Regions from separate parts of the Mus musculus genome. Here regions 2, 3 and 4 are each linked to region 1. Evidence: chromatin contacts called from public HiCAR-type, HiChIP or PLAC-seq and promoter capture Hi-C data. All regions are on one chromosome and are shown on one strand. Each heading gives the region's core, a stretch centred on a gene start, on an enhancer-like site or on the middle of the called end of the contact. The rest is flanking DNA. Distances are from core to core; before and after follow the strand shown.

What was found. Promoter capture Hi-C pulls out the DNA fragments that hold promoters and counts their contacts. HiCAR-type assays count read pairs that join an accessible place to other places. HiChIP or PLAC-seq counts read pairs in DNA pulled down with a chosen protein or histone mark.
Region 2: a contact with region 1 is called in a promoter capture Hi-C map of pre-B cells, with 2.8 times the contacts expected there. The contact joins the promoter of P2ry10b here to the promoter of Sh3bgrl in region 1. A contact is called at or near these places in 2 of 39 promoter capture datasets (frontonasal cranial neural crest and pre-B cells).
Region 3: a contact with region 1 is called in a HiCAR-type map of astrocytes, with 7 times the contacts expected there. The contact joins the promoter of Pou3f4 here to the promoter of Sh3bgrl in region 1. A contact is called at or near these places in 1 of 39 promoter capture datasets (cranial neural crest) and 2 of 115 datasets of contacts at active chromatin or transcription factors (astrocytes and embryonic midbrain).
Region 4: a contact with region 1 is called in an H3K27ac HiChIP or PLAC-seq map of large pre-B cells, with 7 times the contacts expected there. The contact joins the promoter of Tbx22 here to the promoter of Sh3bgrl in region 1. A contact is called at or near these places in 3 of 39 promoter capture datasets (cranial neural crest, frontonasal cranial neural crest and maxillary cranial neural crest) and 1 of 115 datasets of contacts at active chromatin or transcription factors (large pre-B cells).

The regions. Positions count from the first base shown.
Region 1 is chrX:109,091,096-109,098,130 of GRCm38.p6, forward strand. It overlaps Sh3bgrl (SH3-binding domain glutamic acid-rich protein like), which reads left to right and starts at 4,312. Exons shown (of 4, transcript NM_019989.2): 1 at 4,312-4,542. The coding sequence starts at 4,498.
Region 2 is chrX:107,145,253-107,152,287 of GRCm38.p6, forward strand. P2ry10b (purinergic receptor P2Y, G-protein coupled 10B) reads left to right here and starts at 3,675. Exons shown (of 2, transcript NM_001122596.1): 1 at 3,675-3,895.
Region 3 is chrX:110,811,378-110,818,412 of GRCm38.p6, forward strand. Pou3f4 (POU domain, class 3, transcription factor 4) reads left to right here and starts at 3,002. Exons shown (of 1, transcript NM_008901.2): 1 at 3,002-7,035. The coding sequence starts at 3,088. The coding sequence ends at 4,173.
Region 4 is chrX:107,672,312-107,679,346 of GRCm38.p6, forward strand. It overlaps Tbx22 (T-box 22), which reads left to right and starts at 4,201. Exons shown (of 9, transcript NM_145224.3): 1 at 4,201-4,242; 2 at 4,550-4,726; 3 at 5,295-5,466; 4 at 6,241-6,342. The coding sequence starts at 4,552.

The DNA.
Region 1 (7,035 bases), core at 3,062-5,561:
CCAGCTACTTTGCTGAACTTGTTTATCAGTTTAGGAGTTCTCTGGTAGAATTTTGAGGTCACTTATGTAGACTATTTTATCATCAGCACATAGTGATATTTTGACTTCTTCTTTTCCAATTTGTATCACTTTGACCTTGTCTTGTTGTCTAATCACTCTGGCTAGGACTTCAAGTACTATATTGTGTAGGTAGGGAGAGAGTGAGCAGCCTTGTCTAGTCCCTGATTTTAGTGGGATTGCTTCAAGTTTATCTCCATTTAGTTTGATGTTGGCTACTCGCATTCTCTATATTGCTTTGACTATGTTTATGTATGGACCTTGATTTCCTGATCTTTCCAAGACTTTTACCAAGAAGGGGTTTTGAATTTGTCAAATGCTTTTTCAGCATCTAATGAGACGTTCACATGGTTTTTTCCTTTGAATATGTTTATGTGGATTACATTGACAGATTTTCGTATATTGAACCATCCCTGCATCCCTGGGATGAAGCCTACTTGATCATGGTGAATGATTGATTTGATGTGTTCTTGGATTTGGTTTGCAAGAATTTTATTGAGCATTTTTACATTGATATTCATAAGGGAAATTGGTCTGAAGTTCTCTCTCTTTTTTTTCTCTCTCTCATTGGATCTGCATGTGGTTTACTTACAAGCATAATTGTGGCTTCATAGAATAAATTGGGTAGTGTTCCTTCTGTTTCTATTTTGTGGAATAGTTTGAAGAGAATTGGAATTACGTCTTCTTTGAAGGTCTGATAGAATTCTGCACTAAACCCATCTGATCCTGGGGATTTTTTTGGTTGGTAGACTTTTAATGACTGTTTCTATTTCTTTAGGGGCTATGGGACTGTTTAAATGATTTATCTGATCCAGATTTAACTTCAGTACCTGGTATCTGTCTAGAAAATTGTCCATTTCATCCAAGTTTTCTAGTATTGTTGAGTATAGGCTTTTGTAGTAGGATCTGATGAATTTTTGGACTTCCTCAGATTCTGTTGTTATGTCTCCATTTTCATTTCCGATTTTGTTAATTAGGATACTGTCCCTGTGCCCTCTAATTAGTCTGATAAGGGTTTATCTATCTTGTTGATTTTCTCAAAAAAACCAGCTCCTGGTTTGGTTGATTCTTTGTATAGTCCTTTTTGTTTCTACTTGGTTGATTTCAGCCCTGAGTTTGATTTTTTCCTGATGTCTAGTCTACTCCTCTTGGGTGAGGTACAATGTGTGATTTGAGCTTTAGTAAAGTTTCTTTTATTAATGTGGGTCCCCTTTCATTTGGATCATTTGGGTTTGCAACCCCATAGGAAGAACAACAATATCAACCAACCAGACCTCCCCAGAGCTCCCAGTGACTAAACCACCAACCAAGGAGTACACATGGAGGGACCCATGGCTCCAGCCACATATGTAGCAGAGTATGGTCTTGTTGGGCATCAATGGGAATAGAGGCCTTTGATCCCCAGTGTAGGGGAATGCCAGTGTGGGGAGGCGGGAGTGGGTGGGTAGGTGGGAAAATACCCTCATAGAAGCAGCGGGAGGAGTGATGGGATGGGATTTTCAGGGGGATAACATTTGAAATGTAAATAAAGCAAATATCCAGAAGAAAAAAAAGAAAATATCCAACAAAAATAAAATAAAATTTAACTGTAATCTCTTGGGTCTATTCAGTTTATCAGCATTTCTGTATGAAATATTAAAATGTAAAATTGCATTTATTATTATTATTATTATTATTATCATTATGTGTGAACAATACACATGGGCAGTATGTGTGCATGTGTTTGTGTATGTGTGTCTGTGTATGTTTGCTTGTGTGGTGTTCATGTGTGCCTGGTCACACATGTGCCCATGGTGTATGTATAGAGATCAAAGGACAGTTCTTTGGAGTCAGTTTTCTTTTGTTTTTATTTTTCAAGATTTATTTATTTTTATTTATATGAGTACGCTGTAGATCTCTTCAGACACACACCAGAAGAGTGCATTGGACCCCATTTTAGAAGGTTGTGAGCCACCATGTGGTTGCTGTTTATTGAACTCAGCACCTTTAGAAGTCAGTGCTCTTAACTGCTGACCCATCTGTCCAGCCTAGGAGTCAGTTTTCTTTTCCACCCACCTCAGCTGTTAAGCAAGAAAGTGCCCCACAGACTTTCCTACAAGAGTTTTCTGACTTGATGTATCTCATTCCAGATAAATCTAGCTTGGGTCAAGCTGTCAAAAAACTAGCTAAGAGAATTATTTATATAACTTTTGGTATGCCTATAAATTTGAAACACATAAAACCATTCAAGATCATATTTTTTTAACATAGGAGAATACAAAAGTATATTTTTTGTACATAGCAATTTATAATAAATAACAATTCAAAATACCCTCTCCTTCCATACCATTACTTTTAACTTCTTGTCGCCTGCTCTATCCCTACCTGGAAAAGCTGATCTGTAACACAGGGGAAATTATCTTTAGGTCCTGGGGCTGTGTTCAATTAAGAGACACAATGTCATTAAGTTGACTGTGCTGGCTGGGAATTCCTGAACCCAAGTAATCTTAACTGAGTAGTAAGGGCTATGGCATTCATTGGTGTTCAGGGTCTTCTAAGTTTTCTGCACACAATCTGGGTTTATTTTTAAGTTTTGAGAGACACTGGCCTTTGGTTGTCATGATTTCCTAAGGAAATAGATTATACTGTTTGATCCAACCCAGTTTATTCAAATTCACCGTAACCTTTCCAGGCAAATGCTCTCGGGCAATTTCTCTATAGAAAATTTAAGCAGTAATGACCATTCTATGATACCCATCTCAAGGATAGCTCAAAGTAGGGAAGAACGGCATAAGGATATCCATTACCTTTATGTTAGAAATATTGGTAATAGTCTCTCCTAAAAATGTATCAGAAGTCTTATCATTAAGAATCATCAGGTTTTATGTATAAAACAAGTTATTGACTTATATTCACTAAGACAAGTATATCTATTACAGAACTGTACATGTGTATGTGTGTGTGTGCGTGCATGTGTGTATGTACTTGAAATCCAACTTTGGGTCTTAGTGTGATCTATAAGAGATCTACACATCTAGCCTCATTTTTCTAATAGATAAAGCCCACCAGATTCTTTGCTAATGCTACCATTCAGTTTTCTGGGAATAATTGATTGTGTTCAATAGTTTATAGACTAATTAGAAATATTTTGTTATTCCTGTTTTTTTTTCATTTTAAGAGTCTCTAAGTCTAAACAGTTAATGTAGAACTCCAAACAAGTTGTACAGTGATAACATAAAAGAAACAATATAGATTTTTTCAAAATCATGATTATGATTTATGATTATAAAGATTTTTCTAATCAAGTGAATTGGCAAGTAAAATTAACAGTAGCCATGATGTTGGTAATGAAGATGGTGGCTAGATTTTTCTCATTTACTGTACTTGATAATTTGTAGAAAGTCATTTTGTTTGGTTGATTTTTGATTTTTAAGAGACTTACCCTGTAGCATAGTCTAGCATCTAATTCCTGGCAATCATGTTTTACTATTCCAAGGGCAGAGATTACAGGTATGAGACAGCAACGGCAAAAAAGTACTTCCAAAGTATTTTCAGATGATTGGTTTTTTTCTTTTCTTTTCTTTTTTCTTTTTTTTTTTCTCTCTCTGCAATTCCTCTCCTCATTTTGGACTTGTTGATTTTTTTTTTTCTCTGCAATTTCCTCTCATTCTAGGGTTGTAGTTTTTTTCTTTGCAATTTCCTCCTTCATTCTAGAGTTGTCGCTTAGATCTCCTGCAAATTCTCACTAAAAAAATGTTCCATATTTTAGCAAAACTCTGAACAAAAAGAACCTATTCTGTGCTTTCCGGTTTGGGGAAACTTGAAACTTCTCTCCAGCCCTCCTCCTCTCCTCGTGCAGCTTTTCAGTATTCAACTCCTGCTGCCAACTAAGGTTAAAAAAAAATCACTTACTTCATTATTGGCATCTTAAAATATACAAGGCTTTGATAACGTGGGCTTAAAGACATTTAAAGTAGTGTCTGGATTCAATATAAAGCTAGCTTTAGGCTATCTTATTTGCATACATTTCTGAGCAGGAAGTAACAAGCAAAACTTCTGGTGTTCATGGGAACCGGTCCTTTATTCTAATCGAATATTTCTTTTTTTCTTACCCCTTCTTTTATTTCTCCCTTGCCCCCTTCCCGGAGAGGGAATAGTCAAAAAGAATTGTTTCAACAGATCTCGCGGTGCTGTTCGAGATCCTGTGTTTTAAAAAAACAATTTAGAAATGATGCAAATGAGCCTGAGCCTTCCGGGGTTTGGGGCTGGGATTGCAGAGCTGGAAGCTCATTGAAAGCAGCCGCTGGTGGAGGCGGGGCTCTGGCCAGTTATCCTTCCACCTTCCCCCACCCTCCTCATCCAACCTCTGTTTGGCCCTTAGCTCGGTTCCAGCCGTTGCTGCAGCTGTTTCCCAGCCCTTTTCAAGACTCCAGCGACCGACCAGAAGCCCTTGTTTCCAGGATGGTGATCCGTGTATATATTGCATCTTCTTCTGGCTCTACGGCGGTAAGGAGAGTGGGAGCCCACCTTTGTTGTTTTCCAACACACTAGTCCTCTTCTGCCCCAGAACCGTTAAATTGAAGAAGTTACACTGGAAGCTTCTCCTTAGAAGACGCAAGCATCGCCCAGAGTACCCCCTTCTTTCCTTTCTTCCTTTGTTGCGTCGATTTATTTATTTATTTATTTTCTCCCGTGGAGTTAGCTTTGTTTGCCTTGAGACGTTAGTGTTCGTTTCTAAAGGAAAAAGAAAACTACCAAGTTTAGGAGATAACTGGTAAAGGGACTTCACGGTTAGGTGAAGTCAAGTAAAATAAAAAACAAGTGGCTTTCAGGTTTTTTAGAGTGAGACATTTATGAAATATGCTCTGAGTACCGAGTTCAGGGGAAGTAGTGCATTTCTGTAAAGGATGAGGGTGCTGATGGGAAGGGAAGGGAAGGGAAGACTTCTGAGTACTGGAATTATTGTGAAGCCACTGGAATGGACTTATTTAGAGAGCGTGCAGGTGGGGTATATAATTTTAAAAATAGGCGAAAGTCAGGGGCAATGATACAAATGATTTTTTAAAAAAGTTCTTCTCCTCTTCCACCTCCTTCCCCTCCTCCTCTCCCCTTCTCTTTCTTCCTGGAATATGAAGCCATTTAAAAAAAATAATGTTGTATGAGACCTCCCCCCCCCCACTGGATCTTATTTTGAGTTTTTCCTTTCCTTCGAAAGATTTTCTTTCTAAAACCCACTCTTTCAAGACTGTTGAAAATGGAGGCAAGAACATGTGGCAACTGAGTTGCTGGCTCTTCATAGGATTTGGTTTTCTTCTTTGATTCATTTGCCAATTGTTAACTTAGAATAACAGTTTTTACCATATCTGAGGAACATTGGGTAAACTGAGGTGAAAGCTGGAATGCATACTCCTGTCACATGAAAGAGCTTCTGTTCCAGCAACCCCAGGAGGAAAAATAAAGGCCCTCAAGTGGCAGAAGCAGATGTGTGGGCTCAGGAATTTGAATGTAGAAAACTCCTCTAGCTTTAGAGTGGCAGAGATCCCAGGTTGCTGGGTTGTTGTCATTTACATTTAGTAGGATTTGGAATAGAGCTGAAGGCTATATGAAATCACCAGAACCATGAACCTTGAACTTTGTCTTTGCCAACATGTGTGGGTGTGTTTAGACGGGCTTTCAAAATATAAGGAAGCCTACTCTTAAAGTTATGGAGCAAACGTTTTGTTTGAAAAAATAGAAATGTTTATTATTTCCTTTGGACCCTACTTTAGAAGCATCTTGTCTTCCATACCTAACATTCTGATACCTCAGAGTAAAACATGGGTTACCGAATATCAATCTACTACATTAACTGCATTTTCAAAACCCAGCTTAATGCCTTTGGTTAATCCTTATTAGATTGACCCTCTCAAGCACTTAGGTTTTGTTGTTGTTGTTGTTTTGTGAGGTATGCAGTTTCAACACTGGTATTTGTTCTTTGCTTTCTCTATCTTCTATTTCTCTCCCAGAAGTAAACTCAAGGAGAAACTGCTTTAAGAATTTCACCAAGTAATAGAGTCACACCCCCCCCTCTTTGTTAAGACATAAAATGTCTAAGTGCCCAAGAAAGGATTAAGAGTTTATTAGATGATTCAAATGACAGATACTCATGTTGTTTTGTCTTTTGTTTCTATTGTTTCTTCATGGATAATTAATGCACTAATTACATTTTTATGAAAATGCCAAAATGAAAGATTTCTTATTATACTCTGGCAATTTTTAAAAAATAATCCTAAAATAGTACAAAGAGTATCTTAAAGGAGAACTACTTAATATGAATGGGGCGGTGGCTGTTTCCTTGAGGAAGGAAATTTCAGTTTGCAGTACCGAAATTTTCTTTAAGATAGCAAAAAAGCATTGTCCTTTTAACAAATGATTTAGAAATTTGGGGGCAAGTGTTCTCATGGGATCTTAAAAAAAAAAAACCTGAAAAGATACATACTTGTAAGTTATTAGTTGTCTAATGAGTGCTTTAAGTGTTTGGCTTTGGCTTGATAATATGTATGTATTGAATGATTTGCCTGCATATGTATACTGTGTGAATACAATGCCCATGGAGACCAGAAGAAGGTGTTGGGTCGGTCCCTGGAGCTAGAGTTCCAGATGGTTATGAGCCACCACGCGGATGCTGGGAACTGAATCCAGGTCCTTTGCAAGAGGAATGAGTGCTCTTGACTATTTGAGCCATCTCTGCAGCTCTGAATCGATTTTCCTGACTGTTAAAAAAATCAGCAATATTAGGTGGTCAGTTGTTCTGTGAATCATCTAGAGCAGCAATAATAAGCAATATTATTTTTACAGCCCAAGACTTCTCATATTTCTCAGCCTGATTTAAAAAAAAAAACACTTAAAATGTGTTCTCTTCTCTGCCCTAATACACAGGAGTCATGCTTGTTCCTCAAGGTTAAAAATATAATCAAATAGATTAGACTTTTCAGTGGATTCTATTGTTTGTTTGTTTTC
Region 2 (7,035 bases), core at 2,425-4,924, 1.9 Mb before region 1:
AACTCACATTTGACTATAAGCTGTGGACACCATATTCAAGGCTTCCAGAGTTAAGCATACTCTGAGTTGATTTATTCATTTTAAAGATACTGTGAATAGAATTACTTTCCTATTTTCCTCCTTGGATCTCAGATTTTCTGTAGGCAGTGGTATGTATGCATAGATAGATAGATAGATAGATAGATAGATAGATAGATAGATAGATAGATTTGTGACACACAGCTGGAACAAAGATTGGGAGAAAAAACAAATTGTAGTTTGGGGGATAGGGTGGTGAGGATATGGTTAAAGCATGTGTTATACTTATATGACGATACATTTATAAAATTGTTCAGTATATGTAATTAGTATATTCCAATAAAATTTACATTAACTGTTTATCAGTTGAAGGACATTTAAGTAGTTCATATTTGCTAGGTGGCTGCACCAATTTGCAATCCTACCAATGAGTTTGCCCCTTTTCTTGCATCACAAAATTATCCTTAGCTATAAAGAAAAATGAAGACATGAAATTTATCAGTAAATGAATGAAAGAAGGAACAATTATACTGAAGGAGTTAACAAGACTCAAAAACGAAATAATACATGGTATCCCCTATTTATGCATCCTAGCGCCAACTTTTTGGGTTTCCTCAGAAACCAGGTAAGTAAAAAAGGACCATGGTGGAGTGGAGAGAGGATCTCTAGAAAGGATGATAGTAGGTGCTATGGAGAGAGAAATAGTCAAAAATGGAAGAAACCTTAATTGGGGAGAGGGGATGAGAGAGGGAAAAAGAAGGGATAAATAACACTAAGAATATTTGAAGAAGCCATAGTAATGCATTTTTCATGTTTACTTAAAATACATACACAGCCACACAGAAGCAAAACACACACACACACACACACACACACACACACACACACACAATTTAAATGAAGTTATATCACTTGGGGTGATAATTGTCACTCCATAGACTACCTAATAAAAACCTCAGTGCCAGGCATTGGAAAAACCTCCCTCAGATTGTTGGCCAATGAAGTCCAAGAGATAACCCCAAAACAACAGCTATTTCTATTGCTCTTGGTTGCTTCCTAGAACATAAAGGTAAAACCATGTTGCTCAAGACACCTCAAACTTTGGATACAAAGTTTAGAAATTCTTGTGTTAGAACTGACCTGGGAGCCTCTTCTTCACTTACCTTTTCACACAATATTGAAAGGTCCTACTCAAACTGCTTTAGGAGAAAAGCAATCAGTAGCCCTACTGAACAGTAAAGCTTGTGGACCACAAAAACGACCTTGTAATACTTCTTGGGTCTGTGGAATTTGTTTGTTGCTGGGACATGGAAGAATTTGTAATTTTTGACACTTGAATGTCTTAGATATAGTTTTTCCTTTTTAATTTTTTATTGGACATCTTCTTTATTTCCATTTCAAATGTTATCCCCTTTCATGGTCCCCCTCCAGAAAACCCTTAACCCTTTCCCTCCCCCTGCTTCTATCCAACCTCCATTGGTGATCTCTTGCTCCAATGGTTGCCTGAGAGCATCCACCTCTGTATTTGTCAGGCTCTTAGCCAACCATTGTATTTGGCAGAACCTCTCAGGAGACAGCTATATCAGGCTCCTGTCAGCAAGCACTTCTTGGCATCCACAATAATGTCTGGGTTTGGTGACTGTATATGGGATGGAATCCCAGATGGGACAGTCTCTGGATGGTCATTCCTTCAGTCTCTGCTCCACACTTTGTGTCTGTAACTCTTCCCATGGGCATTTTGTTCCCCTTTCTAAGGAGGACTGAAGCACCTAAACTTTGGTCTTCCTTCTTCTTGAGCTTCATGTGGTCTGTGAATTGTATCTTGGGTATTCTGAGCTTTGGGGCTAATATCAACTTATCAGTGAAACCATACCATGTGTGTTCTTTTGTGACTGGGTTACTTCCCTCAGGATGGCATTTTCAAGTTCCATCCATTTGCCTGAAAATTTCATGAACTCATTGTTTTTAATAGTTGAGTAGTACTCCATTGTGTAAATGTACCACATTTTTTTTGTATCCATTCCTCTGTTGAGGGACATGTTGGTCCTTTCTAGTTCTGGAAATTATAAATAAGGCTGCTATGAATGTAGTGGAGCACGTGTCCTTATTACATATTGGAGCATCTTCTGGGTATATGCCTAGGAGTGGTATAGCTGGGTCTTCAGGTAGTACTATGTCCAATTTTCTGAGGAACTGCCAGAGTGATTTCCAGAGTGGTTATACCAGCTTGCAATCCCACCAACAATGGAGGAGTGTTCCTCTTTCTCCACATCCTCGCCAGCATCTGCTGTCATCTGAGTTTTAATCTTAGCTATTCTAACTGGTATGAGGTAGAATCTCTAATGAGTCCCTCCAATTGGAGTTTGAAAGAAAAAAAAAAAAACCTGTTAAGAGATGTAGCCAGCAGTCGCCTGGTTCATCAGGTTTCAAGGGGGGCAGGGAACAAGGACTCTTATCTCTCAAGTACTGGTAATTTGAGTGGTAATTTGGTCAGAAATCTAGCCTCATGCTACCTATCTTCTGAGTCCCTGAGTGCATTTGAATGAAAGGATAATAGTCTAATTTGCTTATTACGGTGAAAAGGTGCAGAGGAAGGCACACATCCATTGCTGATTTTGGATATAATATAACCAGTCACTTCTAACTTATGCCCCTTTGGTTCCCTTGCCTTAGAGCATTGCACATTAAACTATGAGTGAGGACAAAACAAAACCGATCAAAAACTTTCTCCCATAAGTTGCTTTTGTGGGTATTTTATCACAGCAATAGGAAAGAATCTAAGATATCCAGGTACTAATTCTGGCTTTGCTTGCTTTACTTTTTAGGGTAATTACTTCTTTTTTCCTTTTGAGGCTTCATGCCTCATAGCAACATCATCCTCATTTGCTTTTCCTGATATAATATAAGAAAATAGAAACTGCTATATGAAAAGGGAAAGGTACAGAATAAAATACATTTCCAGGGATCCTCATAGTGTCTTAGTTACTGAAACTTTAAAAGAGTAAAACAAAGGTCACTAAGGAGGAACTTTCAGTTCCAAAGCTTTGCTTTTGTTTTACTTCATGTTTTTAAATGAAAGTCTGCAAGTGACTACTACCTAACCATTTTAGTGGGGCTATAAGATTACAAAATCCTAAAAGGTTGTATTTGAGATCCTTACCAATCCATTCTGAGAAACTGTAATGCTTTTCAGGCATTTCACTTCTTCTCCAGATATGCTTAAAGCTACCCTAATAATATCTTTACAATATAATTTTAAGAACTTAATGTGTTACTATTGTTTAAGTATATGAAGACACAATTCTTAACCTCAAAGAAGACCACAAATCACACATTAGGTCATCTCTTTTATGTGACCTTACTAATCACCACCTTTTTGGTGATTTCAAATTCTTCCATTTGGGTGACCAATAAGATTTGTCCTAACTCCCAAAGAAGTTTTTATTATTACCATTGCTTAATTCCTAAAACAGACAATATGGCAAAATGTAGCTAATTTGGAAATATTGACCTCATATAGCCAGCCTGAAAATCATATGTGACTCAGACATATGCCTGCATGCTCATAGAAAGGGGGGGAAAAAAGGAAGAAGAAAGATGATGATAGAATAAGTTGGGCGTGTGCATAGCAGGAAGCTCAGTGCATTCTTGACACATTCTCTTTCGAAGTACCATAGCAAAGGCACATGACCGTTTATGTCTTTAGATGGAAACATTAGCCATTGTAGTCATGGGATGTAATGATATCTAGAAGCACAGTATCTTTTATAAGTTTAGGAAACTGTGGTGTAGTTAGCTAGATAGTAGCCTTCTGAGTCCTGGGAATGGATTTCTCTAAGAAGTAGATGCCGGAAGATTGCAGCAGAAAGAAGCCATGGTAAGGAATTAAATATGATGGGAAAAAATGGGGAATCAATATAAAATTGATACTTACTGCTTTCTGTAAAAACGCAATTAGGATTTTATAAACATAAGAATTGATTTTTCAATGGTAAATAAAATTCTAACAGTTAAACTGGCTTTTTGCATAGCCCACAATTTAAATGTTCAGAATAGACTGAGACAACGACTGTAATACGTGGCAAATTAAAGTCAGATACTCTGTTCCTGATTGAAGAAGTGTACAAATCATGGAAACTCTGAATTTATCAAAGCCAAAATTTGAATTTACTTTGCCCACAATATCCTCTGAGGCAAAGGCTTTCCCAAACAACTGAGTGATGCTGACAGACAGTTCTACCTCCCATTAGAGGTAAACGATTTTGTTTTTTTTTCCTGTTTTGCTGAATAAACTACGTTACTTCCTCTTCTAGCTGTAAAAGCCTGCAGTTCACTACAGGATATCTGGGTAGAAAGGGTAAGGTTCTTGGCTTTCTCTTCATACATTCAAAAATAGAACTAAAAAGCCTCTGTGAATTGAAAACGACAGTGTGATTTTCTGCTGCTTCCACTGAAAACTTAATTCTGAGTCTGCTAATATCTTACCTTTGGGGGGATATATTGTTATGAAGAATGGAGACTTCAGTGAGGTAATATCTATTTATAAGTTTAAGTGGTTAAAATGTTCGCTGAAACTGCTGCATGCTTTCTGAGAGGAAATGTGGCTGTCTAGATAGAAAGCTCCTTTCTCTACAATTTAGCATGCCACTGACAAAAACCAGGGGTTCAGACTTGTAGTAAACATTGCTTCTAACAATTCTGTGTTAAAATTGAGATTGTGGTTCATTAAATGCATTTTTGTTAGTGTGAGCCAACGGGAGAAAATAAACTTACAATTTTAAACCCATGGTTTGTGTCAACCAAATTAAAGCAGCATTCAAGTAGTAAATGCATCTAAGTGCCTTAATCTTTTCATAAGATGAGACTTGACATGTTTTCTCAGATTGGGACATTTTCCATGCATGCATTTTCCGGTGGGATGTGATGGCTTCAAATAGCACAAAAGGATTTTCATCAAGCCCTAGAACTTAGCACAGCTGTCGAGTCTCAATGGGGCTGATTCTCAGCTTACGATGAACATTTCTTTGGATGTATTTTTAATTTGAGAACATGGGAAGCATTTTCAGAAGGCGTTCCAAACATTTTGCTGTCTTTTTTAGAAGGAATTCCTTCTGTGGTTTTAAAAAAACGTGTTCTTTTTAAAGTCTGCTAATTTCACATGTGGAATTTGATCCTTCTATATGTAAAATTATCCACGTGTGTAAAATTACATGATTTTATGTGAGATTGTAAGCCTTAGTAAAATATGTTTAATGTATTTATTAGGAAAATATAAATAAAACCTATTTACATCAACATTTTCCTTCTCCTGAGATGAGGAAATCAGTGTATTTTGTACATATTTAATTTTCCCCAGAGTGAAGTGTTGAAGATAGTAAATAGCACCTTTAAAAAATTGTCCAAATGGAGTTTTTTTCTGTAAAAATTTAGGATAAATGCTTTATTGTACTACTGTTTTTTTCCAGTAACAAAATGAAACTAACAGCTGTAGACTACATGAGCGTGACTCACAGAATGGCACTATGTGTATATTATGGTTGCCAAGCGGCACCATACTGTCTGCTATTGAGAAAGCTTTGCCTAATCTCCCTGACCACAAGTATGGGTGGGGCTTTTTTCCTATAGCAAAGTTGTTCCAAAGTGACTGATACTGGGGCCAGTATATGAAATCCAGGCAGGCTAAGAAGCTGCAAAGCTCTGGGAACCTCAAGAAGGGCTGAAATCAGCAGCATTCCCTGGACAGACCCTCTTTAGAAACAGTTTTGGTGGGGTTGTGACAAAAGATGTCCTCAGAAAACTTAAAGTTCTGGGTGGAGTTTTCGCCACCAGACAGTTTCCCCTTCCCCCACTCCACCCAGGAAGTTTAATGAGAAGAAAGATCAGTTGTTCAAGTGGCTTTTGAGACTAGATGAGGGAAGAAGGAAATTAATCATCCGTGTGTCCCTAGCAGCAGACTTTTAACACAAAGTTGGAGCTTAGTAGGGACTAGATGTTTGCTGAATTGTAGAACCCTAGGGGAAGGGAGAGGTTTCTGTTGGCTGACTCTGTGCTGATGTCTTACTTTCTGCAGCTGTGAATGTGTGTGTCCTAGAAGGCTGAGAAAGAAATTATTCACTAGAGCATGAGACATTTTCCACTTGGTCAAACTTATTGCTCAAGATTGGAAAAATAATACTTGCCTGAAGTTTCTAGTGGTATAAAATTATAATATACCACTAGAGTTAGACTTACAAATTGGCAACTGCCTAGGCACATTATTCTGAGGCTGGGAAAGAAAAAAAAAAAGACAACACTTTGAACTGGAAGTGTTTCTCTCTGCCTTTAACCAGAAATGTCACTATGAATAAGCTAATCCAGAAGTTATTTATGGTCTCTCAAAGTTCTCCTTTCTTAAGACACAAGTGATTCTAATCATGGCAAAAGGTTAAGCTAGTGAAAAATTAGCTAATGAGTTTATAGGCTGAGTTTTTTGGTAGTTGGTAGATTTTTTTTTTTACAAACCAGGAAGGTCTACATTTTAAAACATACTAAGTAATTGAAAACAAGGTAAGGGAGCCAAAAGGAGAGACATTACAGCATAGAATAAAGAGACATTTTCTGACTTCACACATCCTGCCTACTTATTAACCAAGAGCATAGTTAAAATACATACTTAGATCACAACAGCTAAACATAGCTATAAATGTGGACACTGTCAATCATGGGTAAAAATTTCTTTTCTATGTTTGGAAATTTCAATCCCACTTCTTAAACTTTATTACAAATAAAGCATGTAGCATAATTTATTTTTACACTTTACATATATTTTCTATCATTTATTTTCCTCCTAAAATATATATTATATTGACAAATAGTGGTGTATGTTTATGAGCTACCATATGACCTTCTGATCACAGACTTACCTTCTTGGGGTAAAAATATTTATTTTAGCAATCTTGTCATATATGTTGCTATTTACTATGATCACCAGGCAATGAAGTTCATTGTTATAACATTTTCTGGTTTAACTTTTTACTT
Region 3 (7,035 bases), core at 1,752-4,251, 1.7 Mb after region 1:
AAGTTAGACTGACAGGAGAGGGCGAAGGAAACCTCTCTAGTAGATTAGTTAGAACAGCAAGATTTGACTACATGTAGATATTTTCTTCAGAAAGCAAAATACCTCACATTCAAGCGAAGATTTTGTTACAGTTGTCACAGGGAGTGATTTCACTTAATGCAATAGGCATGATCTATATTCATAAAAAAATTTTAAATGAGAGAAGTAGGAAGAGGGGAGAGGAGAGGAAAGGAGAGAAGATGCAAGAGGATAAGCAGGGGAAAAGAAGAGAAAAAGGAAAGATGATTACTGTTCCTAATATACATCTATGTTAAATTAAAAAGTAAAACATAGGGCTGTGAGAAATCTGTTTCTGGGTATAGATGTCCCCTCTTTGCTACCCTCCCCCTACCTCCAGACTTGGAACTAATGGTCTGAGCTACTTTTGCTTTACTAGCAAAACCCAGTTATCAAAGCAAGGCCATGACTAAGAGGAAGGTGGAATCCAAAAAATTCCTGCAAGTCCAAACTAGAAAAGGACCCCCTTTTAACCAAAATTATTTATCAGATAATTATCTTTAACTTCTTAACAGCCAGTCTGAGATAAGCAATTCTTTCACCCAAAAGCAGCTGCTGGGTGGGGGTGGGGAACATACCAAGAACATGGCAATAATAATGATCAGAGTTTTGCACATACATTTCTTCAACACATTTCCTCTGACCTTTCAGCTGACCCAACAAATACTAACAAACGGATCACCAAACAGGCAGCATAATCGAGCACCGAAAACTTCTTTTTGTTTGATTTTAATGAGTTCTTATTTCTTCAGAAGCATAAGCTCAGGCACAAATTGGATTGCATTCTTGTAAAAAGATTATGCATACATTCAGCAGTAAGAAACAGCCTACCTCATTCCTCCACAGAAAAGAGAAGAGAGGTAGAAACAGACACACAGAGATGGAGAGAGAGTGTCTGCGCACCAGAGTGTTAGAGGGAGGGAGGGAAGGACAAGAGGGTGGAAGGGAGGGAGGGAGAGAGGGAGGAAGGAAGGGAGGGAGGGAGAGAGGGAGAGGCAGAGGGAATGAATCGATTTCTAGGTTAAAAGCAGATAAGCCCTTACAATAGGGCATCAGCAAATGAACCTACAATTTCAATGAGGGAGCAAGGAGGATGGCGAAAGATCCTCTCTGCCAGTAATTACTAAGTGTTTATCTTTAAGAGCAAAAGAAAGATTTCAAACAGATGCAAGGTTTTCTCCCCTAAGAAACGCCATTTACATTTACCAATCTCCGCTCCTATTACTTTATGCTGTCATAAAAATAATCACCAATTTCATAGGAAATAGATGCTCCTTAGCTATATAAAGGAATGGCAGAATAAGCTCACCTTGTTCTTATTTTTTTTTTCTCATTTTCTTGCATTTTCTTCAGATCTGTCTTCTTAGAGAAACTAATGCCTTAATGACTTTCTGGTAGCTGCAAGCCTTCTTTTATTTCAGCTAAATATATGAAAATGTATGCAAATTTAAATCAAGCTTAACCTAGGAGCTCTTGCAATATATTTAATGGAATTTCAAACCAATAAGGGAACTCTGATGCCGTCTTCTGTAAGAGCAAATATAATTACACAGCTAGGTTGCCTCCAAAATTACAAAACAAAAGGGCATTTTTAAAACTTCAAATTTGGTGTGGGGTAGTGTGTTTTGCTTTTTCCCAGCTGCTAGTGTAATTCTAAAATCTTTGCATTTCTCCTAACTCTGCTTCCAAGCAACAACACCTTTACATGGGGCTGTGAAGGTAGTGGAGTTAGTCTACTCTGACTCATAAAAGCCTTTCTTTTAACCAAAATTTGAAAAACAGTTGGGTCCCCAAGGCTGAAAGCTAACTCAAGCTTTGTGGCAGTTGTGGAGGGATGGAGGAGTTGAAAAAGATGTCTAGCCACCAAGATCTCTCTCACCGGATTTCTTCCAGTTTTCCCCCACCCCCTTCATCTCCCTGCTCTTCTCTTCCCTCTCTCCTCATTTCTCCTCTCTGATTCTCTAAATTTTCAGAAATTCGTAGAGGAAGCATGATTCTCAATATTTCCTTCTCACTGCCAAGGAAGCAGGATACAAATGTTTCAAAGAGTTGTCAAGGGGCAGCATTAGGCAGGCATGGTGTTATGAATGCCTTCCCTTCTGCCTACTGGGAGTGGGGGAGTGGGTTTTCAGTGTGTCGGGGTGAGCGTGAAAGATGACTGCGGGCTTCAGCAAGCAGCTCCCCTGGCATAGTGGAGAGACCTCTGATGGAAACTGGCAGGGGAGCCAAGATAAAGCCAGGTTTCCAATTAACCAGCAAACTTCAAACTGACTGAGTCTTCCAAAGATCACTTTAAGATTTACATTCCAAAACCTTCATACACTGAATCTAAATTTTAAGAAAAAAAAGGGGGGGGTATCGTTTAAGCTTTTTAATTTCTTATAAATGAAATATAAGTGAGCAACATATACTGGGATAACGTTTATTGGATCATGGAAATTTTATTTGGGGTTCTGACCTAAGACATCGCTCTTTGCTCAAAGTTTGCAGATGCCTTTTATTTTCCCTGTCCACACATTAACCCAAACGCTAACTAAACCGGAATTCTTTCATGCATTAAGATCAAAATGATATTTTAATTTGTTTTATTTATTTGTTTTAATTTAAATAAGTTAAAAGGCGACCTGAAACTGAAGTTAGCCTCCTCGCTGCCCCTCCATACAAATATCTACCTTCTATTTATTCTCTGCCACTAACAGCCTTGTAGTCTCCGGGAGGGGGGAAAGGGTTAACTAAAAGAGCCGCTGCCACTCTGAGCTAGGCAGCCAATGGAGCCTAAAGATTGATTCACTTCCTGCTTGGGTCTCACTGAAACTCCCGAGCTTTGCCAGCCTAATTTGGAAAGCGAGCTCGGCCTCCCGCACCACCATTGGCTGTGTTTATGCCTGGCCAGGCCAAGTCGCACTGCGATTGGCCTCCGCGGGTGCCGGTAACCCGCGCTAGCGGCTTTGGTTCCCCCGCACCATAGATGTCAAAGGCTGAAGCTGCTCCCTTTGCCACATTATAACTAGTAGAGGATCCTCATCGACCATGGCCACAGCTGCCTCGAATCCCTACAGCATTCTCAGTTCCAGCTCCCTTGTCCATGCGGACTCCGCGGGCATGCAGCAGGGAAGTCCTTTCCGCAATCCTCAGAAACTTCTCCAAAGTGACTACTTGCAGGGAGTTCCCAGCAATGGGCATCCCCTCGGGCATCACTGGGTGACCAGTCTTAGCGACGGGGGCCCGTGGTCCTCCACATTGGCCACCAGCCCCCTGGACCAGCAAGACGTGAAGCCGGGACGCGAAGATCTGCAACTGGGCGCAATCATCCATCACCGCTCGCCGCACGTAGCCCACCACTCGCCGCACACTAACCATCCGAACGCCTGGGGAGCGAGCCCTGCTCCAAACTCGTCCATCACGTCCAGCGGCCAACCCCTCAATGTGTACTCGCAGCCAGGCTTCACCGTGAGCGGTATGCTGGAGCACGGGGGACTCACTCCACCACCAGCTGCTGCCTCCACACAGAGCCTGCATCCAGTGCTCCGGGAGCCTCCAGACCATGGTGAGCTGGGCTCGCACCACTGCCAGGACCACTCTGATGAAGAGACTCCAACCTCTGATGAGTTGGAACAGTTCGCCAAACAATTCAAACAAAGAAGAATCAAGTTGGGCTTCACGCAAGCCGACGTGGGGCTGGCACTGGGCACACTGTATGGCAACGTGTTCTCGCAGACTACCATCTGCAGGTTCGAGGCCTTACAACTGAGCTTCAAGAACATGTGCAAGCTGAAACCGCTATTAAATAAGTGGCTGGAGGAGGCTGATTCATCCACAGGAAGCCCGACCAGCATTGACAAGATCGCTGCTCAAGGCCGCAAACGCAAGAAGCGAACCTCCATCGAGGTGAGTGTCAAGGGCGTACTGGAAACACATTTCCTCAAGTGTCCCAAGCCTGCAGCGCAGGAGATCTCCTCGCTGGCAGACAGTCTCCAGTTGGAGAAAGAAGTGGTGCGTGTCTGGTTCTGTAATAGAAGACAAAAAGAAAAAAGAATGACTCCGCCAGGGGATCAGCAGCCACACGAGGTTTATTCGCACACGGTGAAAACAGACGCGTCCTGCCACGATCTCTGACTGGAGGAAGCAAGGAGGTGGCCCGCTGCACTGGGAGCAGTGCTGATACAATTCTCTCTTTACCTTCCTTTCAGCATTACATCCTTTATTGTTGCTATCTCTCTAGCTTGCTAGCTCTTCTTTTCTTTCACAGGGGTTTCTAACTTCTTATGACTTATGTTAAGAAAAGAAACACACACACGCGCGCGCGCTCAGGCAAACACGCACGCACGCGCGCGCGCGCGCGCGCGCACACACACACACACACACACACACACACACACACACATACACACACACATTCAGGCTTCTCAACTCTGAAACACAATTATATTAAGAAGTCCAGGTGGGGACCCTGTATTCCCTGCTGCCAGGACAATTTCCCTCCAACCTTTTTCTGCTGATCAATATATATTGTTTACTCTGAGTAAGATTTGTTTGGTTGCTCCTCTCTAAGAAGGGCAAGGAGCTGGGTAACGGGTGGGGGGCGGGGGAGGGTGGGAAGACAGATGTGTGCCTATGAATAACCTTTCAGCGCCTTGGTTATAGCAGCTGTATTTCAGGTGAAATCTGTTTTACAATAGACTAGTTTTGCATTTTTTTAAAACTTCTATAGCGTTTCTAATTGTCTGCGGTGTTTTACTACAAGCTGTACACAATATTTGTGAGATAATTTGTATCTAATCGACCACTCCACATTATTATTGCTATTATTATTATTTCTTCATTGAGCTGATGGGTTTTTAATTGCTTAAAAAGGGAGGGAGGCTGAAAGGAGGAGAGAGAAAAATGCTCACCTCCTGCACTCCCACACTTGAGGAGAGGATATGGTGGAGAAAGTTGTTGATGCTTCTATTTTCCCCCCCGGAACTGAGTGCCTATATGGGCAGAACAAGCAAACTGAATAGGTTTGCAAAGTAGCCTGAAGGCTATTTCGCTGCTTTTTTGCCCCCTCCCCCGACTTTCACGGAACTGTGGAGCCCTGGAAGGCTTCCACAGCACAGATCCCGGTGCCCCAGAAGGATTCAGCTGTGGCGCGAAGAATGGGATGTGAGCGACCTGAAGGATTCTGAATTCACCAAGGTCGTGAATGCCTGTGCGTGAAGTTTCCCACAGGCCGCCAGCTTAGTCGGGTTGACAACCTGCGCTACCCTATGTACACTCTCCTAGATGAAAGACTTGGCCTTCACAAATGGTGGCTTTCAAAGGAGACCACTACCCAAAGACTCTGGCGCCCTATTGGGCCAGCGCCTCCCAGTTCAGTTCACCTCCAGTTCGCCGCTCGCTCTCAGGGTGAGAAACGCTCTCGGTAGGGTGGTGAGGGGGTAGGCATCTTCAGCTTCGTGCGGAGAGACAATAAAATAATTGGCAAAAGTCACGAAGATTCTGGTCCAGCCGCACACCACCTCCTCCCTCTTGTACATACCAAGGTCTGAGTAAGCTCTTAGGGAGCCCTTCTCAGTGTCTTTGACAAGCACAGCTGGTGGAAGCCCAAGGCGCAGATCGAGCGAGCTAGCGAGCGCCTGGGCGGCTAAGTTTATGCTTTTTTTTTTCTTTTAAAAATCTGTGTGTATGTATTTCTGTGAGTGTGTGGTGTGCGCGTGCAAACGTATGTGTGTAGATAGCTGTGTGTACCGTATTACTGTATACAAAAAAGAAAAAAAAATGAAAAAAAAAATCTCCTTAGACTATGTAGAGATCCCAAAACGAAGCGGTTGCCGTGGCTTTATGGCTAGCTTTCTCTCATGTCCACAGGACAGGTTCACAGGTGCACCTCATCCCCAGCAAGCACTGTGTGCTGGCCCAGTGAAGCGTCCATGCCCAGCCAGCCACAGCGTGCCTGACCTGAAGGGGATCTCGCCAGGAGGCTGATCTCAGGATTCAGCTTGCCGGTGCGCAGCTGTGGTAGACAAAGCTTCAAACTACCTAAGGACCAGAAAACCTTGTGCCCCTTGTGTAAGATGCGCTAGTATGGGCTGCCAGGTTGACCACATTGTGTCTCCCCTAGCCGCAGGTCAAAGAGCTTATATTAATTCAAATTCCAGACCCTTTCTTTTGCTATTTTTTTTTTCTTGGTCAAGCCTCTACATTCTTAGTTTTAGGCTTTAGTTCTGTGATTTTATTTTCCTGTTCAATTCATGTTTCACAAATGTTCGAAGGTGGGTGGGTTATTTGTTTTTGTTTTTTCTTTGCAGTTAAATGCTATGGTTCAAACCTGAGTTAACCCAAATATTTCTGCCGACTTTATAATTGTACAGTTTTGTATATTAAACGTTTTTGAAGTTATTAATTTAAAAAGATCATTTAGTTTATTCATTTAGTAACTGATGTATAATAAACGCTATTTTCATTAAGAGTTGCTTTTTCAACTATTTTATTCAAATTGCCTATTGCAGTTCCCAACGATTATTTATTTTCAATAAATTCTGCATTGTGTTTAAATGGAAATTGTTTCAAAGATGAGTTGGGTGTCAAAAAGAAAACAATTCGCTGTAACGTTTGATGTGAGCAGTTTTAGTCAAGGGGTTTATATTGACGCAATATTTTATTGTTGTAAAAGATTTAAAAGGTTTAAATAAAACATTTTTCCAAAAAAAAATCATGTTTTCTTCTCCTGGCCTTCATGTGCTGTGTGTGAAGTGGAGCATTTAAAGAAGCACATCTTGGGTGAGCAAGGCATTTGCTTTGCTTCGGGTAAGAAACCGTTAGTTTTTGTATTGATTCTGGTTACTATTCCTCTGATGTTTGCCTTTTGGTTCAGAAGTATACTCTCACACATAATACCTATTTGTGCACTCATATCCATGTGCTAGAGCAAAATGTACTCTTCAAGGGTGGGGAGACTTGCTGGGAAGAACACTGGCAAGCCAGGTCCAAGACTAT
Region 4 (7,035 bases), core at 2,951-5,450, 1.4 Mb before region 1:
AGTATGATAAAAAATAATGAGCCTAATCCTAATGTTCTATTATCATAAGAAGATCTTCAGAATTTGATGGTAATAAAATATAATTAAATTTCATAGAATAATGTTTCCTTCAGCTAATGTTTCCATTCCTCCCCTAGAGAAGAACACAACTAGTTAAGATAAGAATTTATTTCCCTTCTCTTTGTTCTCCAACTCTCCCTAGGAACAATGTTAACAATGTTTGCGATGCATAACTCAATTGTTGTATTAATAAGTTCACAGAACTTAAGAGATCATACCAAATTAATGCAAACCAGAAATTGAAGGATCCACTGTAAGACTTTATTTAATATTTGTTACAGCAGTTTCTTCAAGTCTCTGGAGTAAGAACACAGTTATATGTTAATGGCTTATCATTTACAAATCCACTTAATTATGTGAGAATATGTACTTGCCTTGCATTGAGAGAATACCAAAAGCATTATTACAAAAGCAAAGTCAATAAAATCAAAGTATGTGTTCTACGGAGCATATTTACCGTGGATTTTTGAAATCCAAATACAATATTTTTGTTTCATTTATTGATTTTAATTATTTAAAAGTTCTCAATTTAAGGATGATTAATCTCAACACATTTGACCTTTTGAATCTAATAAAAGATTTAACTAAAAGTTAGGCATTGGCCTGAATCTTTTATCCTTCTAGGATGTGGACTCAATGGATGTACAGATGCATAGCTGATACAAAAATTAACATGTTCTTGAAATTACCTTTTCTTACCTCTATAATGTTGAAAACAGCCATGAACCCTGTTCCAGACATTGTGCTAAGTGGTTTGTACAAATTATCGTGCTTGATCTTCTCATATATCTCTTCTCTTACAGAAATATGCTCTCTGATGAAAGTGTTATAGGCAAAAGCTTACAAGCCTAGGGGAAATTTTAGTTTAATGCCACCCAAAAGACTTTTATAAGCCAATCAGAAGGTAGTAGTCAGACTCTGAACTAGATCCATGTGAACCCATGCTTTTTCCCTTTTTATTCAGCTTTTCCCCTTTTTATTGCCATAATCCTGGGAGATTGTGTAGAAACCCAGATTACTCATCTAAGATTCTAGCATGTATTAGATGTTGACAATCCTCAGAGATTCAATAGCTACTTTTGTTATAAAAGAAAGAGGAAAGGAAGGCTTAGATATCAAGTTAGTCTTCCAGAAACCTTATCAATGTGAATGTAATTTTTCAGGATTTCTTCTGTCCGTAACTGATGCAAATTAATTTGAAACTTGCATAAGCAAACAGGGATGATTTCCTGTTTCGTGAAATGTGGCAGGCTCAGGAAATGTTAAATTCAGGTATGCAAATGGTATGAGGTGGCAGACCATATCTGACAATTCTTGGCTGTGCATTCTGTGGGGTTCGTTATTTTTTTAGATCTCTACAAAAAAGTCATGAAGAGGAAGGCCTTGCACTTGATTCTCATTCAGTAAGTTTGTATATACATAAATCTTCTTAATCTTGGGTAGTGAATAAAAGATTGGGGAGATCAAGGAAGACAATCAATTGAAGGAAACAATCTCCATTAGGAAGTTGCTTGTGCTTCTGACAAAATAGTAACAATAGGTGTTCAGTCAGGCTCCAAATTCTAATTTTATTTGTTTGAGAATAAAGAGACAGACATACACATGACAGATACATTTGAAGTAATTAACCCTTAATGAAAGAGTTGCAACATTTCCACGTATAGGTTTGATATCGACATTTTAGTAAGTACTGCAGAGCCTAGGATATTTTCTCTTCTAGGTAGACTGAGCCCCTTTGGAATATGTTTTTTTTCCATATACTTACAGTTCACTAGAAACATTTTTTAATACTTTGTTTCATAAACTTTAATAATGTATCTGTTTATAGTTATTAATAATATATTACATTTGGTAGAGGTACAAATTACTTTCCTATAATTTTAGATAACAATATCATATTCATGAAGAATCATAATGACTTCTATGCCTATTAATGCATATTTAAGTCTCAATCTTCTTTCTACATTTTTCACTTCCATGCCATGACAGAGAAACTATTTTGAAGAATTTGAATAGGAAAGGGTTAGGTTACACAAATAGGAACTTTCTGGATGACTAAATTGCTTGCATATAATAAATATTAAGGAAGACATTTCTTGTAATACAGGAATTTATATTCCAAGATATGCTATTTCCTTGGTTAAAGAAAATCATATCAGAGTAGACAGCGTGAAATACTAGAGCCAACATTGTAACAAACATCCTTTACCTAACTCATAGAAATCTCTCCAAAAATCTCTACTAACCAAAGCTTCCCCTGTCTTTCCCTTGACCTGCCTTTGAGAAATAAAAATAATCAGGTTCAAAAGCAGGAAAATTATCAGACAAAGAGAGAATAATTCAAACGTTATATGGTTGTTAGCAAACTTAAATTAACCAATAAACTCTTGACTTATCTGTTTCTGAACTGTGCCTTTTAGATAAGAATGTGTGTGTGTGTGTGTGTGTGTGTACTAAGAATTAATAACAATTAGTAACAAATATTTTGCAGATAAAGAAGGAAATATCCTTGAGTTGGGGCAAGATTATATCCAGCCCTGTATATGTTTTCCACCCAAACGCTTCCTACACTGGATTTCTCCTTGTCAGTTTTATTCTGCATCCCTGGGATAAATGTAGTATCTTCCCATCTCTATATTGGATCATACCCTTCAACAACATTCAAGCTGCAAGGGAGTCTTTGCTGTGGCATCCAAAATTATTAGAGTACTTTAATCAATTCTCAGTTGTCTGAGGATGCCCCACCCCCAAGGCTGAATAACCCACAACCACTCTAACAATCATCTTATGGAAAATCTGACTTTGCAGTTACATAGTTGAACTTGAAAAAATAAAAATGCTCTGAAGGTCTTTCATTCTTAGCCCTGGTATTGACATATTCTAAGTTCATTCAAATTCCATTCTATTGTAACTGGAGTTGAACTGACTTTCAATATCCTTTGACTAAATATATCTAAGGAGAACAGAGGAACCTTTTCTAAAATGTGCAAATAGTCTAAGAGTGCTTGATGTCCTACTTTTGATGAAATGTGAGTGTCCAAATGACAACCACATAGGCAAACATGTCTCACATTTGCAGACAACAGTATTCAAAAAAAAAAAAAAAGCCAGGCCTTTAATCCCAACACTCCCACTCAGGAGGCAGAGGCAGGCGGAACTCGGGGCCAACCTGGTCTACAAAGTGAGTTCCAGGATAGCCAGGGCTATACAGAGAAACCCTGTCTCAAAACAAAACAAAACAAAACAAAACAAAAAAACAAAAACAAAAAACAAACAAACAAACAAAAACCCAAAACCAGTATTCCTTGGAAATGAAAATGGTAGTCTCTTCTGAGCACAAAGAATGTTGCTGATTTTAAGGACAAGCAAAAGCCAACCCATGAAGGTACCAGAAGATACAAAACCCAATTACCTAATAGTTCAGCACTTACATTTTTTCAACTCATAGTTGGGAGCAAAGGCTTTGACTTGCTGCTGATATCCCTCTAGACCTTAGGCTGTGTTTTCAGATCGGTTGTGTGAATTTGAAGAGGGTATAAAGGTCCTGCAGAAGTAAATATATACAAGTATATATACAAATTTATACAAGTCATGGGTTGGCATTAGTATTTTACTTTACTGTGGGATTCTCTAGATACTGCTTGGGCTTTTCCCCTTAAGGAAAAGAGGTTATATGGGCACAGCAACCTACATTACCAGTTTAAGGCTATTAACTACATAGCCCTGAAAGCTTTCGCTCTCTTCTTGGTTTCCAGTGAGGTTACTGGAGAGGGGAAAAGACCCTAGATCCATTTTTGAGTCTGGTTAAGTAATATTTGCTCTTTCTTGGAAAAGTGGCCCCTTGCGTGCAATTATTTCACATGTCTTAGAGTTTTAAATCTTAATGTAAAACAGTTACCTTGTGTCTTCCCTCCTGCCTATCTGGAGCCCAGTTCCAAGCACCCCCAGCCCCTCCTTCCTATCAGACTCTGAAGTGTCACTCACAGTCCTTTCTTACTTTCAACAGCTTCCAAAACAGTGGAGGTTGTGACCGACTGGGCATTCACTCAGTTGGATACAACAGTATCTCCCAATCACTTTGTCCTGAGCCTCCTTTGGTGGCAGATCTGCTCCCTAAAAGGCGAGCATTTGCCAGTTGTTGGCTTCTGACAGGTCCCAGTATCAAGGATTTGAGGACTGATGGTACACACATGCCCACTGAGAGGGAGAACGAAAAAAGAAAGGGAGACTACACCTCATAGGATTTCAACTCAAGTTTAATCTTTCTTCTCTTTTATTTTGTCTGTTTAAATAAAAATATATTCATATATAACAGACGGGGAGATATTTCTGTTGTGGAGTGCCGATCCAAAAGTTCGTTTTCAGATTTAAGACTTTTTCTGTGAGCTTTTTCTCCGGAGCCTCTCATCTGCGCCCTCCCTCTCCCCCTCCCTCCCCAGCCCAGCTCAGGTTGAAACTTTGCAGCACGCATTCACTTCTTCCCCTCCAGGGATGGCTCTGAGCTCTCGCGCGCACGCCTTCTCCGTGGAGGCCTTAATGGGGAGACCCAGCAAAAGAAAAGCTCAAGACCCAAGAGAGGAGATGCAGCCTGAGCTGCAGGAGGAGCAGTTCGTGGAGGAAGGGGAGGAGATACTGAGGAGCCCTTCTAGGGACAGTCAACAGCCCGGTAAGTACACTCAAGCAGCCCCGGTACCCCGAGCGCTTCTCTCCTGTGCGCACTGGCTGGATCTTCTTTGCCTGTTCTTTGCACAGCGGCTAGGATGTCCTGGCATGGCCGGCTCCACAAGTGGGGTTGTGGATTGTGGAACACCTTAGCCACCTGACTTTGGAACAAATTTCAGAGAGTCTGAATTTCACTAGAAGTGTTATGGTTTGTTTGCAATGAAAAAGAGGGTGCCACTTGGTTTTAGAGGAGTGATTCACACACTTCTTACAAAATCCTAAGAGCCAAATTTGGCTGTTCTTAGTAAGAAGCAGAGTTTCCCCCAAAAGCCCAAGAAAATCTACCTTCAGGTTCAGTTTATGGCAGGTTGGGGTAGAGAGAATTTTAAGTGCCCCACTTTTCATGGGTTGCAAGTTGCCCCCTCCTTCATTAAAAATCACAAAGGATTTTGTGGGGAACTTATACATCAGACTTCCTGGGAAGTGGGGTGGGGAGACTTTCAGTTCAAAGATAGTCTCCTGAGTAAAGGATGTGTGCAACTTCCCAAACTCTCAAATCCCCTGTCTAGCAGAAAAGCGACTCAAGGCAGAATCTTCAAAAACTGTTTTCTCCTGCTCTGACGAGAGCAACAGCCAGGAAAGTCTGCAAGAAGAAAGTGTTATCCAAGTGGAGCTTCAGGGATCTGACCTATGGAAGAGATTCCACGACATTGGCACTGAGATGATCATTACCAAGGCGGGCAGGTTCGTTCAGCTGGGCCAGTGACTTCCCTGAATCACACACAGTAGGCACTTCAGGAGGAAAATCCAGTTTTGTTAATGTGAAGCTCCTCCCCCTTCACATTCCTTGGCAGATGTTAGAAAGCCACAGACTACTCCATCTATTGCTCTGAGAAGTACCTAGCTGCATCAAATGGTCTACTCCTGTTTTCCGATACATCTTTACTCCAAGGACTCACTCTTCCATTTCCTGCCTGTGTACTGTATGCAAAAATCCAGACCTGTGTCCCTCCAACTTCTTATTGTTGTGGCCAGCCTCTCAGTGCAAGCCTAGAAAATAATACTCAATCCACCGTCCTCCAGCATCCCATTCCTGGCTCACTCCACTAGGAAGTTAGCCTTTCCACAAGCTAATCCTTTGGTGTGGGGTGATTCCTAACTATCCTTCCTAATTTCAAACATTTACAAATCTACCTCACTTGCCCTTCTTCTAAATACAGAAAAGAAACGAAACCTCTCCTGTCCTACTTGCTTTCTTATAATTTTAATACCGCATGGGAGGTCATGGATGAAGACCTTTCATAAAGATATTCTATACCACTCAGAAATCTCAGACTTGTTAAATCAACCATCTTTTTCTTACATAACAAATGCCATTCCGTGAGCACATCATGAAAAGGGAAGAGTTCTGACTTTATTTGTCCACAACTCATCTTCCTTCACAACAACTCTAATATAGCACACCTCAGGTTCTAGTTTCTAGCCAAACCCCTGGGTTTTTTTTTTTTTTTCCTACAGACGTATGTTTCCTTCTGTTCGGATCAAGGTGAAAGGGATGGACCCTGTGAAGCAGTACTATGTGATTTTGGACGTGGTACCGGTGGATTCCAAACGCTATAGGTAACTTGGTAGATATGAGGATAGTCCAGTTTACATAGTTAAGGTCTAAATGGGCTGAGGGCACGGGTCTTGCAGCTTGACACCTGACAGCAGGATTTTTTTTTTTTAATTATACATAGTGAGGAGAGAGGATTGCTCATCCTTGGACTTTAATAGTTGAATTTTCTCATTTGAATCTGGGTTCAAGGTGATGGAAGGGCTGGTCTTTTCTATCCCCTCCTCCTGGAACTTGATGTTAAATGGCTCAGTATTGTGCCTTCTGCCTACCCACTCTTTGTTCCTTAAATATGTAAGCTGTGGTTGATTTGTATTCTGGCATCCTGGAGGCAAGCAGTTCGAAAAAAATCAGGAGAAATGCCTTAGCCTCAAGGTGGAACAGGCTATAATCTGGTCAGGTTCTCAAATGCTGCCAGGATTTGCCCAAACCTAATGGGGGTTAGGGCTAGGTTTTCCCCCATCTCTTGTCCTCTTTTTAGATTTTTACCTGAAGGGATGGAAGGATTCAGAGGGTGCCGGGATTCTACTATGCTTTTCACTTGAAGTCTTAACTAGGCTGGATCAAATAGGTACAAATCAGAACCTTTTGAGCTAGCAGCTTAAGAAGCTCTGTGCTGCGGACATTTTGACTGGGAACTCTGGAAGTGAAGGGGAGGGTAATGTGAAAACAGCCCAAAGTAAGCTGTGTGCAGTCAA